Linked DNA regions of Sus scrofa: region 1 is linked to region 2. Evidence: chromatin contacts called from public promoter capture Hi-C data. All regions are on one chromosome and are shown on one strand. Each heading gives the region's core, a stretch centred on a gene start, on an enhancer-like site or on the middle of the called end of the contact. The rest is flanking DNA. Distances are from core to core; before and after follow the strand shown. Region 1 holds the start of AMMECR1 (AMME syndrome candidate gene 1 protein). Region 2 holds the start of ACSL4 (acyl-CoA synthetase long-chain family member 4).

What was found. Promoter capture Hi-C pulls out the DNA fragments that hold promoters and counts their contacts.
Region 1: a promoter capture Hi-C map of liver shows a contact between it and region 2, with 4 times the contacts expected there. The contact joins the promoter of AMMECR1 here to the promoter of ACSL4 in region 2. A contact is called at or near these places in 1 of 5 promoter capture datasets (liver) and 1 of 2 datasets of contacts at active chromatin or transcription factors (alveolar macrophages).

The regions. Positions count from the first base shown.
Region 1 is chrX:90,415,845-90,423,130 of Sscrofa11.1, forward strand. It overlaps AMMECR1 (AMME syndrome candidate gene 1 protein), which reads right to left and starts at 4,363. Exons shown (of 6, transcript XM_003135311.6): 1 at 3,841-4,363. The coding sequence starts at 4,310.
Region 2 is chrX:89,832,042-89,839,070 of Sscrofa11.1, forward strand. It overlaps ACSL4 (acyl-CoA synthetase long-chain family member 4), which reads right to left and starts at 5,567. Exons shown (of 16, transcript NM_001038694.1): 1 at 5,497-5,567.

The DNA.
Region 1 (7,286 bases), core at 3,113-5,612, 580 kb after region 2:
TTTATTCAGGGCCTCACCTCTCTCTAAGCCAGGGGGTCTCAAACGTGTGGTCCTGGGAACGGTAGCAGCAGCATCACCAGGGAGCTTGTTAGAGATGCAAATTCACAGCCCCACCCCAGACCAACAGAATCAGAAACTCTGGGAATGGGGCCCAGCAATTTGCGTTTTAACAAGCACTACAGGAGCTTATGATGTACTCTAAAGTTCGAGAACCATTCCTCCCCAAACTTTACTGTGCGTAAGAATCACCTGGGGAGCTTGTTAAACTCCACGTTCGAATTTAGCAGATCTGAGGGGGGACCCGTGAGCCTATAGGTCAAACAAGTTCTTAGGTGATGTCTATGCAGACCACAAGGCAAGTGTTTCCCAAGCCGCCAGTTTACCGAAAATCACACAGGGTACTCATAAAATCCGAGAACCCAGGCACTACCCCAGGCCAAATTAATCTAAATCTCAGGAGAAAGGCCTAGCCGAGTACCATCCGTGGTTCTCCGCCTCAGCAGCATGTTAAAAATCACCTGGAGAGCTTTTAATAATCCTGATGCCTAGGCCCCATCCAAGACCAATTAAATCAGAATCTCGGGGCTTGGGGCCCTGGCATCCATATTTTTAATAATTCTCCAGTGTTTCGAATGTGCAGCCAAGGTTCAGAACAATGGTTCTGGGGTCTAACTGGCTTGACACCTGGCACAGTGGGGCCCTTTTGGGGAGCAAATGGTTTCCTATAACACAGCTATCTGTGTTCCCACCTATAAATCCAAGAGCTCGAACTCTGAAGAGTAAAATGCACCTAAAGTCATGTTTTTTTTAAGTCCTGTCTTGAACTTTAATTCGGTGGGCAAATGTGGCTGTACAACTAAGACCCAGGATTCAGTAATTCATTCCTCACTTTTAACACAAATGTTACCTGTCTTCCACTAAACACATTTCCACTGCCCCCTCGAGCCCCAGCTACTGCTACCTCTTTGCAATGAGGTGGGTACTCCAAGAAACAGCAGCAACAGCGAAGGATATGTATCCGCCCAGCCTGTTCATGGAGTGGCATCCTCCCTCCCCTTGCCCAAGCCTGAAACAGATAAATCACAGGCAATTTCTAATAACCCTCCAGAGTGGAAGAGTCCCTGATAAATCTAGAACTTCTACGCCTATGAAAGGCAGATTTTGCCAGTGATAGACATTTGGACAGAAAGGCCCTGGGAAGGGATGAAAATGGTGTGCTCATCCACATGAGAATGTGTCACTGCTGAAAGCATGTCTTCTGGTGCACAGAGACAGGACCCGAAACAGTGCTGCTCGTGACATGATACTAATAACTCTGAGGGAAAAGAGCAATGTGTCTATTTATGTCTTATGGCCCCCAGCACCAAGCCACACTAAGAAGTACACAATGCTATTAAATATGTAAAACAGAAAGAAAAACGTGTGCTAATTACCAAGGCACTGTCACGTGATTACAGTTATTTCACTCCCATAATCAAATACTGCTTTTAACAAGTTTTCCTGAATTTTTCCACAGTCCATCTCAAAAAAAAAAAAATGACTTTAAGATAAATGAAAATAAGATGCAGTCCTCTTTCCACTTAAGTGAACTTTCATTCTTCCCTTGGTCATGTTCAGTGTCTCTTCTAAATTCGTTGTTTGGTAGAATACACGACACAGCCAAGGCCTGCTAAATGATAATAGTTATTATTCTTCCACCATCCTTTCGACATAACCATAGTGGTTAATTGGGTGCCTTATTTTTTTCTGTTTAATTCCATGAAAAAGAAATCCAATGGATGAGGTATTAGAAGAGAAACAATACCTAAATAAATACCTGTGCAAAGTAGTCCCTGTGAATGACATTTTCAAAAGCATTTTCTGTATGAACTGGTCAAGCTCACTTTCCTTTTAAAATTCTTGTTACAGTCATTCAGTTAACCCAAAGTCACTTTAATATGTGTGAAAATAGCACCTCCTGAAAGTGTGTTCACATATGCTTTGGAGCAATGGAGCGTGAATAGTAAAACAGTCTTTGCCAAACTCATGTAACTGAACAGGAGTGAATTTCTGCAGTCCCATGACTTTGCTGAGCCAACCTATTTATCACCCCCGGACTTGCTTTAATACATCATAGACATCCAAGAGAAAGCAGAAAAGTCACAAATAAGTGACTCAACCTAATAAATATTTCATAGATTTTTTTTTAACATGGCAGTTTTTTTCAAAACGAATTCTACTTCTTAACCAAAAAACAAATTGGCTAAGTACAGGTGTGGGTTTAGGATTTAAGCGTCTAGAATTAAAACTAAGAAAGTTATCAAGATATTTACTTGACAAAGTGTCAGCCTGTATGCTGTTTCATGCGTTTCTTATGAACCAATGCCCAAAGAGGAACCAAGTCCTGAAAGAAAATGCACAAACCACAGAAGAGTGGCAAAAATACAAAATTAAATATGTTTCAAGCATCAAAGCCAAAGAAAACAAACAAAACAGATTTACAATTTCCAGGACACTTTATTGCAATTTCCACTTTACATACTGATTGAATATTTTTAGTCTAGGCAGAAGTGTTTATATGTATCCAGTTGTAGCCTAATCCCCTAATCTCACAAAATGAAAAGAAGCAGTTTAAAAAGAACATCAATTCAGGTATTTATGATATGGGGACAAGGGGCACTTGTCTTAGGTAGAAAAAGGGCCGATACTCTTCAGTATAAGTTTCACTGAAATTTTTCTCTATTATTTTTTTTTCCTGTTGATGCTAAGTACTCATAATAAAAACAATCACCCTCTTTGTCATTCTGCCCTTGCTTGGGTTTTACATTCTGTCTAGCATTTAGCTCAAAAAGTCAGTTTACACTCAGTTTACACATTTTAAAAAAATCATATGCCCCATCTCCCACACATCCAAATGGACAGGGGTTAGAATTAACCTGGCTTTTAACTGTAACAATGTTATTTTAAACAATTTCAACCACACGCGTGAAGGGTAAAAAAACTACAAGTACAAAACCGAAGGAAACCATAAAAATTCCTACACACTTACTGTTAAACTATTTCTCGAGTCGACGAGCCTAACATGAATTTCTACAAAGTGAAATCGACACAAAAGCGAATGCACGCTTAATGTACAAACTGACAGTGGCTCTATGAGGACAGCTCTCTTTGAATGAGCTGTTACACAAACGGTGGAATGAAAAAAAAAAAAAAGTCTCACTCTAAATGAGAGAGCCGGCGGTGCGCTTCACTAGAAACACATTTTAATGGGTATGTTCGGATAAAAATAGGTACTAAGGGAAAATGTATTTCTGAAAAACCCTCCTCCCTCCCCAGGACACAAGGAAACCCAAAGGAAAAAGATGGGTAACCTCCTAGGCTCCGGAGCTAAGTTCCATCACTAGCAGAAGTTGGATAGTTGCTATTTTTCACACTGCAATGGGATAGTAACTCTCCATGTGCAAGGTACGAGGGGCGGGAATACCGGCGGGGCGCTCACAGGGGGTAAAGGAAACCCGAGGGCGGAGAGATCAACACCTTGTGGGATCCAGATCTCCCAAACCGGGGCAATGGGACGCGGGGTGGCGAAGGAGAGGAGGAGAGGGTCACAACTCCTCGAAGTTATCTCAAAGAGAAAGCGAACACCTCGGGGAGCCAGCGAGCCATTCCTTGCGGCAGCACCCCGCTCCAAGTGTGGGGCGCTTGCCTCGGAGGGCAGAAAGCGCGCGGTGCCCTTACTCGGGGCGAGTGGCTTCGGGGACCCGGGGCAGCGGCCGGCGGGGAGGCGGACTCGTACTTTCCCTCAACTCTGAGCCCCATCCCGAGCGCAAGGGAGAGGGCGGCGGAGGGCACGGTACTCACTAGGGCTCGTTGGTGAACCGGGGGGTCCGGGGCTGCTGGTATCCGTACAGGTGACAGTAGAGCACATCGAAGCAAAAGCAGCACATCTCCGCTGACACCACCATCTTCCGGGAGCCGGGCGATGAGGACGAGGCGGCGGACAAGGAGGACGAGGGAGAGGTGGCGGCGGCCGGGGTAGAAAGTAGGGTCCCCACTCCGCAGCTCGGAGGTGGCGACAGGGAGATCCCCCCGCCGCCGCCGCCGCAGCCCTGGGGGGGAGAGAGGGTACAGCCGCTGCCGCTACCTCCTCCGGCTAGACCTCCTAGCCCGTTGAGCCGCGTACCGGCGCCTCCTAGTCCCAGCTCCCCGGCTCGGCAGTGGCTCTCTCCGCTGCAGTGGGAGGAGGAGGAGGCGCCACCACCGCCACCCGAGCCAGAGGGGGGCGAACTGGACAGTTTCTGCTTCTTCACCCCGCAGCAACCCGCCGCCATCTTGGAACAGTCTCCCCCACGCAGCGCTTCCGACCCATAAGTGAGGCGAGCTGGCGGCGGGGGCGAGCACGCTGCGGCCCCGGCCGCCGGGGGCGCGCCAGGGGCTCGCGGGCCACGCGCGCGCGCGCCGCTCCCCGGCCCGGGCCGCCCGGCCACGCGGCCAGCCCGCGCGCGCCCCCGCCCTGGCGCGCGCCCCGCGCTTTCGCGACTCGGCACCTCGCGCCTGTCCCGCCGGCCTCGCGCCTCCTCCTCCTCTTCCGAGCCGAGCCTCAGCCTTTCGCCCCGCGGCCCTGGGAGGATGAAAGACTCGAAGCCCAGTACTAAGGAGGGAGAAGGAAAGGAGAAGGAGAAAGCGAAGAGTGGGACCAAAGGGAAGAAGTGGGGACGTCCGGGGAGGGAGGAGGAGAAGGGAAACTAGTGGAAGGGGAGGTGGGAGAAAGAAACAGGTCCGAAGTAAGTAGCCAAGTCCCAAAGCACAGCTCGATGACCCGCGCTGCACATAGTGTTAGTGACACTTGAGCCGAGTTACGTGGAACCTGAGCCACCGGCCTCAAATACGCTGGGTTCTGAACTGCCGGAATGTGAGCAAGCAGGTGCTCAGAGTTCCACACCTGAGATCGCCCCTATAAAGACTGTACAAAGCAGTCGGGGAAATGACCACACTGCAGTGGCTCAATCTGAGCACGCACCCGGGTTTTTCCAAAATTAGGTAAGAGAGCAATGCTCTTTCGTTTCCTTACCGACAAGTAATCAAGCCCGATTGAATCTATATATCCTCTGCCAGTTCTTCAATCTGCCCTCCTAGCCCCGTGAAGAAAAAAAGCAAAAAATAAAGTCCTAACTAACACCTCACTGCCTCAAAGATGTAAATTGTGCTCTGGAACTTGCAACTTGCGGCGGTGGATTATTGGGGGAGGGGGGGTTGGCTTGGGAACAAAGCAAATTAGGAATATATGTGTAGTCAGCATAGAATTTACGCGTAAATAGGGCAGGTAGTATACTTAGCCACAAGTTGAAAGATTTTGCTCAGGCATATAATTAGATAGTATTCATTTTAAAAATGTCTCAAAGAATGCTTGGATGGATGGGGTGGATGATTGAGTCAGTCTCATTCTGGGCACCCAAAACAATAATCAAGTGTTAAAATTTATAGAAATGAACCTGATAGAAACAGAAAGTGTAAGGTTTTTTTTTTTTTTTTTTTTTTTTTGGTCGCGTCTACACCATGCCAAAACATCTAGACAAAGTGACAGATATATTTGCATATTTGGAGGCATCAGAGGATTGATGAATTTTATCACCTTTGAACTACATGTGTGTTATCTTGCAAATAGCTTAGGGCTGTTAATTGGGGAGGGAGGGTGAGTTTATTCATCCAACAGCTATTGAGCCTCTGTGCCTTAGTATGTGCACAACACTGTACTTATTTTAAAAATTCAGGAAGTATGCTTCCTACTGTCAAAGAGTTTATGAATTAAGTCAGATCCTCCGTTGCCTACTTTTTGGATGCCAAGCATCATGTCTCCCCTTAACCCATAACCCTTCAAATAACCCTTCTCATCTGATCTTTACAGTAACTCTGAGGTTTCCCATTTACAGATGAGGAAATTGAACCTCAGTAGTTACCTGTCCCCATCACACAGGTAGAAAAAGACAAGAGTCTAAATTTGAACTCAGTCATGTCTGCTCCAAAAACCAAGACAAGAGTCCGAATTTGAACTCAGTCACCTCTGCCCTTGTGTTCCACTGCCTCTCAGTACCAATATATGATAGAAGGTTAGCAATGGATAAAGGATGTTGACACAATAATAACAACTTAATTTTTATGGAAAGACTGAGAAACACTGAAATATGTTACCAAGGGAAGATGAAGACTCTTCTTAAAGAGAGACTTTATGAAGTAGATCAATTGTCTAGGATGATTAGATACAACCTAAAGACCAAAGGGATGGTTTGACTGGTTTGTGATATGAGATCTCATCCTCTCAAGCTTCATCATTCCTGTTAAGCTATCCTCCTATTTGAGGCAAAACAGCAATTCGTTGTCAACCACGAGTGGAATTTTTTAAAAGGCATTAATTCGTTTGTCTATGTTGCAGAATAGAAAGCAGATTTTTTTAAAAAATGCTCCACAACCACTTGTACACTGTTAGGGTGTTGGGCTTTGTTTTGTATTTTATCCGTAACTATCAGTGCCTACCTTTTAATTTGTTTGAAACTAGGTCAAATACAGTATCAGACAATAGGTACCAATTTATTCACCACTCCACTAAGATGTGATCACTTGTAGAGTTGAAGAGCAGTGCCATTTAATGACATCACGCAACAATTTTGTACAGGAAGCAAAGGAGGATACCATGGATGGCTGCTTCTGCTAGGGGAATTTAGGAAAGTAGAGTGTAATCTCCCGATTTAGAATTTGGCCAGTGGACAAGAGTCTAACGCCCCTACTCTTGTGAAAATAGCAAGGAATCTTTAATAAGCACCAGTAGTCATGTCCTTAGTTCTGTATTTCATCTAAAAGACCAAGCACGATCACACCTATCGGACCAGGCTAGGGCAGTGGGAAACCCGAAGACAAGCTGAATTACAAATATAGCTTTTCCCCCAAGGAGTTTAAGTTCCAATTCCAAACTTCATAGGCATAAAAGAAACAGACAAATCCAAACAAGATCATTGCAGAAACTACATCATTATCTAACCGCTAGGTGTTACTATCCGAAGTACTTTCTTGAATTGGCCGCTAAAAGGGGGGGAAAACACACTGTTTTTCTCTGTGCTAACTTCTCCTGAGCCTGGCTCATCTCCCATACTAACCTTGAGCCTCAAGATGCTTTGCAAATCCCTTGGCAAGTCGTGATGGTGGTGGTAATGCCTCCTTTTAGCCTTTGAGGAAATACCTCTCCTGACCTTGCTTTCTTGCAAAGTCACCGCCATAGAAACAAACATATGTCACTCAAATAAAATCCACAGGTC
Region 2 (7,029 bases), core at 4,317-6,816:
TCCTTAATTTATTTTTGTGTATGATGTGAGGCAGGGACCCATTTCTTTCCAAATATACACCCAACAGTCCTAACTCAATTTCCATTTTCAACATCACTGGTAGGCAGGTAATTTAAAAGAACTAAAGTAACAACTTCTGACTTACCAAAGGAAGCTGTGAGGCTCAAACTGACAGGCTCAAACTACTACTATGTGTTTACAGATCACAGATCACAGTCGTTTTGGGAGCAGGAGCCACAATGCTGTCATACTTGGCTCGGTCCTTACCAGTCTGGCTCACAACAGGGTCTCCAAAGGACATCACGACTGGATAGGCATCTTTCTGAATCTCACTAAGCTGCCATACTTGTAAATTGACATTCGCATTGAAATAGCCCTCATTTAACAACAGCCCCAACAAAATCAACCTTCCCACCTCTCCATCCATTCCTTGATGTTGCTCCTAGACCACAGTGCCTTTAGACTTTGTATAGAAAATGAATACACTCTTCCAAACTACAGTTTCCCAGGGAAATATACCCAAGAGTTACGAAAAGTCAAGGTAACGTTTGTTAAGTTTCCTTTATAACCTAGAGACTCAATAATTTATAAGGTTGCTTTATCTCTGGGCAAACTTTTTGTGTAAAGGACCAGAGAGTAGACTGACTTCTAGGGCCATAAGTTCTCTGTTTCACCTCTGACACTGTATTTCGAATGCAACCAGACAACACACAAATGAATGGATGTGGCTGTATTCCAATAGAAATTTATTTACAAAAACAGGTGGTGGGCAGGATTTGGCCACCGGCAGTATTTTACTGGCCTTTGTCTTATGCCAATGATTAATCTTTTTCAAATAAAAAACCACTACCCTGGCTCTACACTTATTTGAGCAAATATGGTTAACACTGAAGGAATGAGTAATAATTTAAGTAACACCTTACAGAAATGAATACTCTCAAAATCAATCACTAAGTTTTTCCTGTAAGTTCTTCTCATAATTTGGGCACATACATTTTTCAAAATATAACAGTGTAAGTCACCTTACAACTAACATTTACTTTAAAAGATAATTAAAATGAACATTTAAGTAGCTATTACAAAAGGAAAATATGCAGTCTAGACAGACAGATTCAAGTCTTGTGCTCATTATTCTTAGCAGAAAAAAACTACAAAATCTATCATGATATTTGCAACTTCACTACGTCAAATGCGTAAGTCTAATTCAAAGAACATTTAAATGAGAACACAAATTTTTTTCCTTTGGATTGCTTACCAGAAATGTTGATTTAAAACTATACAGTTTTGCCAACATATTTTAAATTTAGAAAGTGAAACCAAAAATCTCCTTGGCATATGACGTGTCTTCTTAATTTTAAAATATTCACTTTAATGTTACATTTGACTGCCTGGTAAGGCAGAAATGGTACTTTTTAAGGCACAAAAGGATGGCAGCCATTTTCACATGGTGAGAGGACATATGAGCATGTATCCCCACTCTAAGCCATCAAGGCCACTTATTCCCAGACTACACCTGAGCTCCAAAGCTGCTCAAGGAAAAAAAAAAATGTTCACCCTGCTTACAGAAATACTGGATCTTATACAGAACAGCAAGGTGTAACATTACATGACAATGGTCCATAAGACCCCCTGACACGAAAGCCATGACCCATGAAAGGAAAAACTGACAAACTGGACCACATCAAAATTAAAGACTTCTGTTCTGTGAAACAAAACGTAAGAAGAGGACAAAAAGACAAGCTACCGGCTAGGAGAAGATATCTACAAACCACGTGGCCAACCAAGTGCAAGTACTGAGAATAAAGACTTCTCAGGACTCGACAGTTAAAAAAAAAAAAAAAAAAAAAAAGTCCAACTATAAAATGGACAAAAGACGTGAACAAACACATTTCACAGATAAGGATACAGAGAAGGCAGATAAGCACATGAAAAGGTGTTCAGCATCACTAGCCATCAGGCAGATGCAAATTAAAACTATGGCAAGTTAACACTACACACTCATCTATCAGGATGACTAAAATAAAAAACAGTGATAACACTAAGTGTTGGCAAGGATGATGACCACTCATGCACTGCTGGGGGGCATGTCAAAAGGCACAGCCACTCTGGAAAACAGTTCAGCAGTTCCTTATAAATCTAAACACGCAGTTACCATACAACCAGCAATTGCACTCTTGGGTATTTATCCCAGAGAAATGAAAATTTATGTCCATATAAAAACCAGTACACAATTATTCATAGGGGCTTTATTCATAATAGGTTAAAAAAACTACAGGAAATAGCCAGATGCCTATAATACATCCATACCATGGAATACTACTCAGGAATGAAAAGGAACTAACTGTTGATACAAGACACATTCGCTGCATGAATCTCCAGGGATACATCCATACCATGGAATACTACTCAGGAATGAAAAGGAACTAACTGTTGATACAAGACACATTCGCTGCATGAATCTCCAGGGAATTACACTGAGTGAAGAAAAAAAAAAAAAAGGCCAATCTTGAATGATTGCATGTGGTAGGATTTCATGTATACAGTGTTCATGAAATGGTAAAATTATAGGCATGGAAAACAGGTCAGTGGCTGCCAGGGGTCAGAGAGGGAGGGAGATGTCTTGGCTCTAAAAGGGCAACATTAGAGATCTTTGGCATCATGAAACTGTTCGGTATGTTGACTATGGTGCTGGTTATAGGAATTTACACATGTGATAACACTGCCTAGAACTACATACACACACACAGATGAGTGCATGTAAAACTGGGGAAGTCTGATTCAGGTGGAGGGAATGTATTTCAATTTCCTCATGATATTCTGCTACAATTATGCCAGATGTTACCAGTAGAGAAAAGGAAAGGGTGTGTGTGTGTGTGTGTGTGTGTGTGTGTATAACAATTTTATGAGAATCTAAAACTATCTTAAACAGTTAGAAAGAAAGAGGATATAAAACCAGCCAGTGGCAAGAGTGAAAAATAAAAGCTTTTCTTTTTGCTAAAGCTTCAGTAACCGAAAGTCAAGGAAAGAAAAAAAAGGGGGGTAATGCCAAGAAGACAGTCTACAGGCTATAATTAATAAAATCATCTCCTCCTCCCCTGTGGAGATTTAACTTCCCCAGGATTTTATTTCCCTGATTTGATTGTCATTGCTAATAAAAAAAATAATAAACTGACATACAAACTGTCTCTCCACAACCCCCACCACCATCACCACCATCCTGGACTATGAAATTAAACTCTGTAGGGTAAGGATTGTCTTCTTAACCATCATATCCGAGTGGCCTGGCACGAAATCAGCAACAGATGGAGGAAGGAGTTAAGTTGAATGAACGAACAAATGAATGAGTGAATGAGATGCCTGCATATTCAAATGCCTAGCCAATTACAGTCACAAGATAGTATGTATACATTTCTGTACAAATTTCTTAAAAGCCTTGAACATTTAAAAATAAATAAAGCGTGGTATTGTACACAATTCACTTGCAAGCCTAGGTTAACAATACCTGGCTTCTATAAAATGCTCCCCAATTTCTAGATTTCCACCTACAGTAATTCACTTGATAAGGATGAGTTAAGAATTCTGCATATGTAGACTGGAACTAGTACATGCAGATCTATGCTAGAGAAAAACGTCCTAAACAACTAAGGATTTGCCTTAACTTCAACTAAGGATTTATGGCACAGTCTTAAAATGCAAATTGCATTTTATATATATTTCAAATTGGTGGACTTTTATGGGTCGTTCTACCAACATCAAGACTCTTTTACAGAAGCTAAATTGAAGAGAGGAAAAGTGACTTGTCCAAGGTGATATAATGAATTAGTGCTGGAACTGGAACCAGAGCCCCTCCAGGGTCCCAATTCATTTCTCTTCTCCACTCAACTGGGCAAGCCTCTCCTTTCTCCACCCATCCCACCCCAACCCCCCAAAAAACACTTCAACAAAAATCTTAATCTGAATCACTTCTTTTTAAAGTAGGGGTTTTTTTTTTTGGGGGGGGGGAACCAATGTAATCAAGATTTCCATTGTTGCGTAAACCTTCCGTGGATTTGTAAGGGTCAAATCACTTCTCCTACCAGAACAATAAGGTACTTCATTCTATGTTGCCAGTAGACCAACAGTTTAATGTTTCATCCTCCACCTGAATGGCAGAGAGAGTGTTAATTCTTAGAGGAGTCTTACAGGTCTCACCTTTTAGCGGGTTTCATCGCTATTTTACAATTCAAGGAAGAGGCCTTAGACTATTAAAATCTTTGATATGCTCATTGACAGTACAGACATTGAATCTCCCCTTACAGCCTTCTGTACCAATAACAGTTAAAACTATTAGTCAGAGGCAATACAAAAGAAAAACTAAAGTGACAAGCAACTACCAAGACACGAGGATTTCATCAGGTTCAATCTCTGTTATGCAGCAACATGTTACTAAGAGCGAATTTAGAGGTCCTAAAATCAGAACCCAAGAAGGAACCCTCATTCCAACATCCTCATTTTTGTAAATGAGGAAACTGAGGCGCTGATTAAACCATTAACCAATGAAGCAGATGGCTTGCTTTTTCAAAGAGATTCATTTAAATGCCATTTCGTCCTTATTCTCCATCTCCCCGTTGTTTCTCAGAGCGATGATTGATTTTTTTTTTTTTTAAGGTGAAGAGCGATTTAGGGCAAAGTCATTTCAAGAGGGTGAAAAAAAAATGCCTTTTGAAGGAGGAGATGCTGGAGTCAAGAGGAGAAATGACGTCTTATTTAAAATATGTAACCCCTTAATGGGGGTTAGGCAATGAATCATATTCTCCTCGATTTTCCTCTGTGCGATAGACATCACCCACAGTTCTTTCTGTAGGGCCCTCGAATGAGAGGAAGAGGAAGTGAATAAAGCTAATGTTAAATATACAGCACCCACGGAGGACAGGGATGTAGATAGGTAGAACAGGAAAAAATAAGAGCCCGCTTCTGCTAGAAACCAGCCGTTTTCTAACACACCTAAAGATCCGGAAGCTGAGAGGATATCGGAACCTAGGGCATCCCTCAAATTCAAAGGGCGGATGCTTCCAGGGCCAGAGAGACCCCCTAGCTCCCAGACAGACAGCGACTGGAAGGGGACAAAATGGAGCTGAGGTCCAGGGGCGCCCTAAAGGTCGTTTGGAGGTCTGGCGAGTCGCTGATGTGCTCCTTCGGAAAGGGTCACGGCAAAGCCTAGCACCCCGATCAGGAAGATGCTTTTGCCCCTCGAAGGGCAGCGATCGGCAGGTAGAGGCAAGCCAGGGTCTCGAGGACCCCAGACCTCAGCAAAGGAGATGATACCGGGACTTAGGGATCTTCCCGGACGAGGGGGGCGGGCTCAAGAAGCAAGCCAGCGGATTCCGGGAACAGGAACGTCCCCTCAACCTCTTCTGGGCTCAGGTGTGGGACGGTGGCACGGCCAGAGCGGGGGCCCCGCCACAGCCAGAGGACAGAGGTGCCGGGGCCGGAGCCTCGCGGGCTGCAGTTACTCACCAGAGGCGCTGCCCACGGCGTCTTCGCAGCCGGCAGGCGCTGGGCACTCGGGAAGCTGGCGGAAAGGAGCCGCGTGCCCGCTAGCGCTGGTTCGAGGAGGGGCGCGCCGCGGAGGCCGGAGAAAAAGCCGCAGCGGCGCGCGCGCACCCGGAGGGCCGGCGGAGGCGGGGCGAGGCGCGGCGAGGCGCGGGCCCGGAAAAGACGCGCCCGGAGGGGCGGGCGGAGCGGGGGCGCGCGGTGGTGTGGCACAGCCGGCCGAATCGCGGGCGACGGCCCGCTCGGCCCACCCACGCTCCCGCCTCCGCTCGCCCCGACGTCAGCCGAAAAGGAGGAGCCCCGAGCTGGTCGCTAGCGGCTGCCGGGGGGAGATGGAGGGGGGCGATGGAGGGGGGTGCGGCGGGGGAGCCGAGCCGGCTAACGGCTCTGCCGCGGGGTCCAGCTCCTGTCCCGAGGCAACGTGATGGAGCGTGTTTTCGGGAGGTTCGGGCGCCTATCTGATTTCAGCGAGGTGCGGAACGGGCCCACGCCCGCACCTGCGCTCGCTTCTTAGGGCTCCACCCTGTAATGAAAGTTGCCCTCGGGTCATCTTCCAGCCTGCCCTCTCAAGATAAGCATCTTCGGACTTGACTGTTCTCCCTTCGGCGAGAGATCTTAACCTTCTTTGCCTAAGACACCCTGCTCCTCCGAGCCCGCGCTCACGCCTGTCTTCGCTTTATCTCGCCTCTCACTGCGTTGAGACCCCTGCCGTCACCCCCGTTTATGAAATATCACAAGAATGCAGGCTTTTCACTTTATGCCTTGCATTTCCACGGTGGTGTAATGGCCAAAGAGCTCACAACTGATAAGGACAAGTCACCGCAGCACTGTGGCATCTTACTGGCCCTGATCGTTGCTTCTGAGCCAGTCCTGCAAATACAGTTCCCAAGACCTTCAAGAAATTGTTGTTAAAAATAAAATGCTGGCGAACTGTCTTGGGACTTCAAAAGGGGCAGACCATAATTGCAAAGGAGCCACGACCAACTGCCAAGAATGTATCACCGCAAGAAAGAAAACGCCAGTATTCTTCCAGTTCCTTGATACATAATGGAGGACTAGCTTCCTCTTCTTGCTGGGAATGGACATGTCATTTCATTTGCTATTTTCCATTTTCCCATAGAATTACTGGAGGTAACAACATACGTGTGTTTGCATGTGTGGGGGGTGGATAGACCACCTCAGATTACAGGCTAGACTTATTCTTTGATACCTGGATCTGAGTGGGGCTGTGAAGTCTGAATCTTCACTAAGCATCTCAGGTGACACTATAGGTGGTTGGAGGCCCACAACTGGAGAGCATAAATCTACAGCCTTTATATGTTACTTCTTTGAGTGGGATTACTCATCCCATTTCCAACAGGCCCACCCATTTATATATAATATGCCTATGAACATTGCTGTGGCAGACATATAACTTCCTTTATCGAGAGTGACCTAGAAAGTTCAGGACTTCAAACAAGTTTAATTGTCATGTTTATTTTATGAGATCGTGTGGTA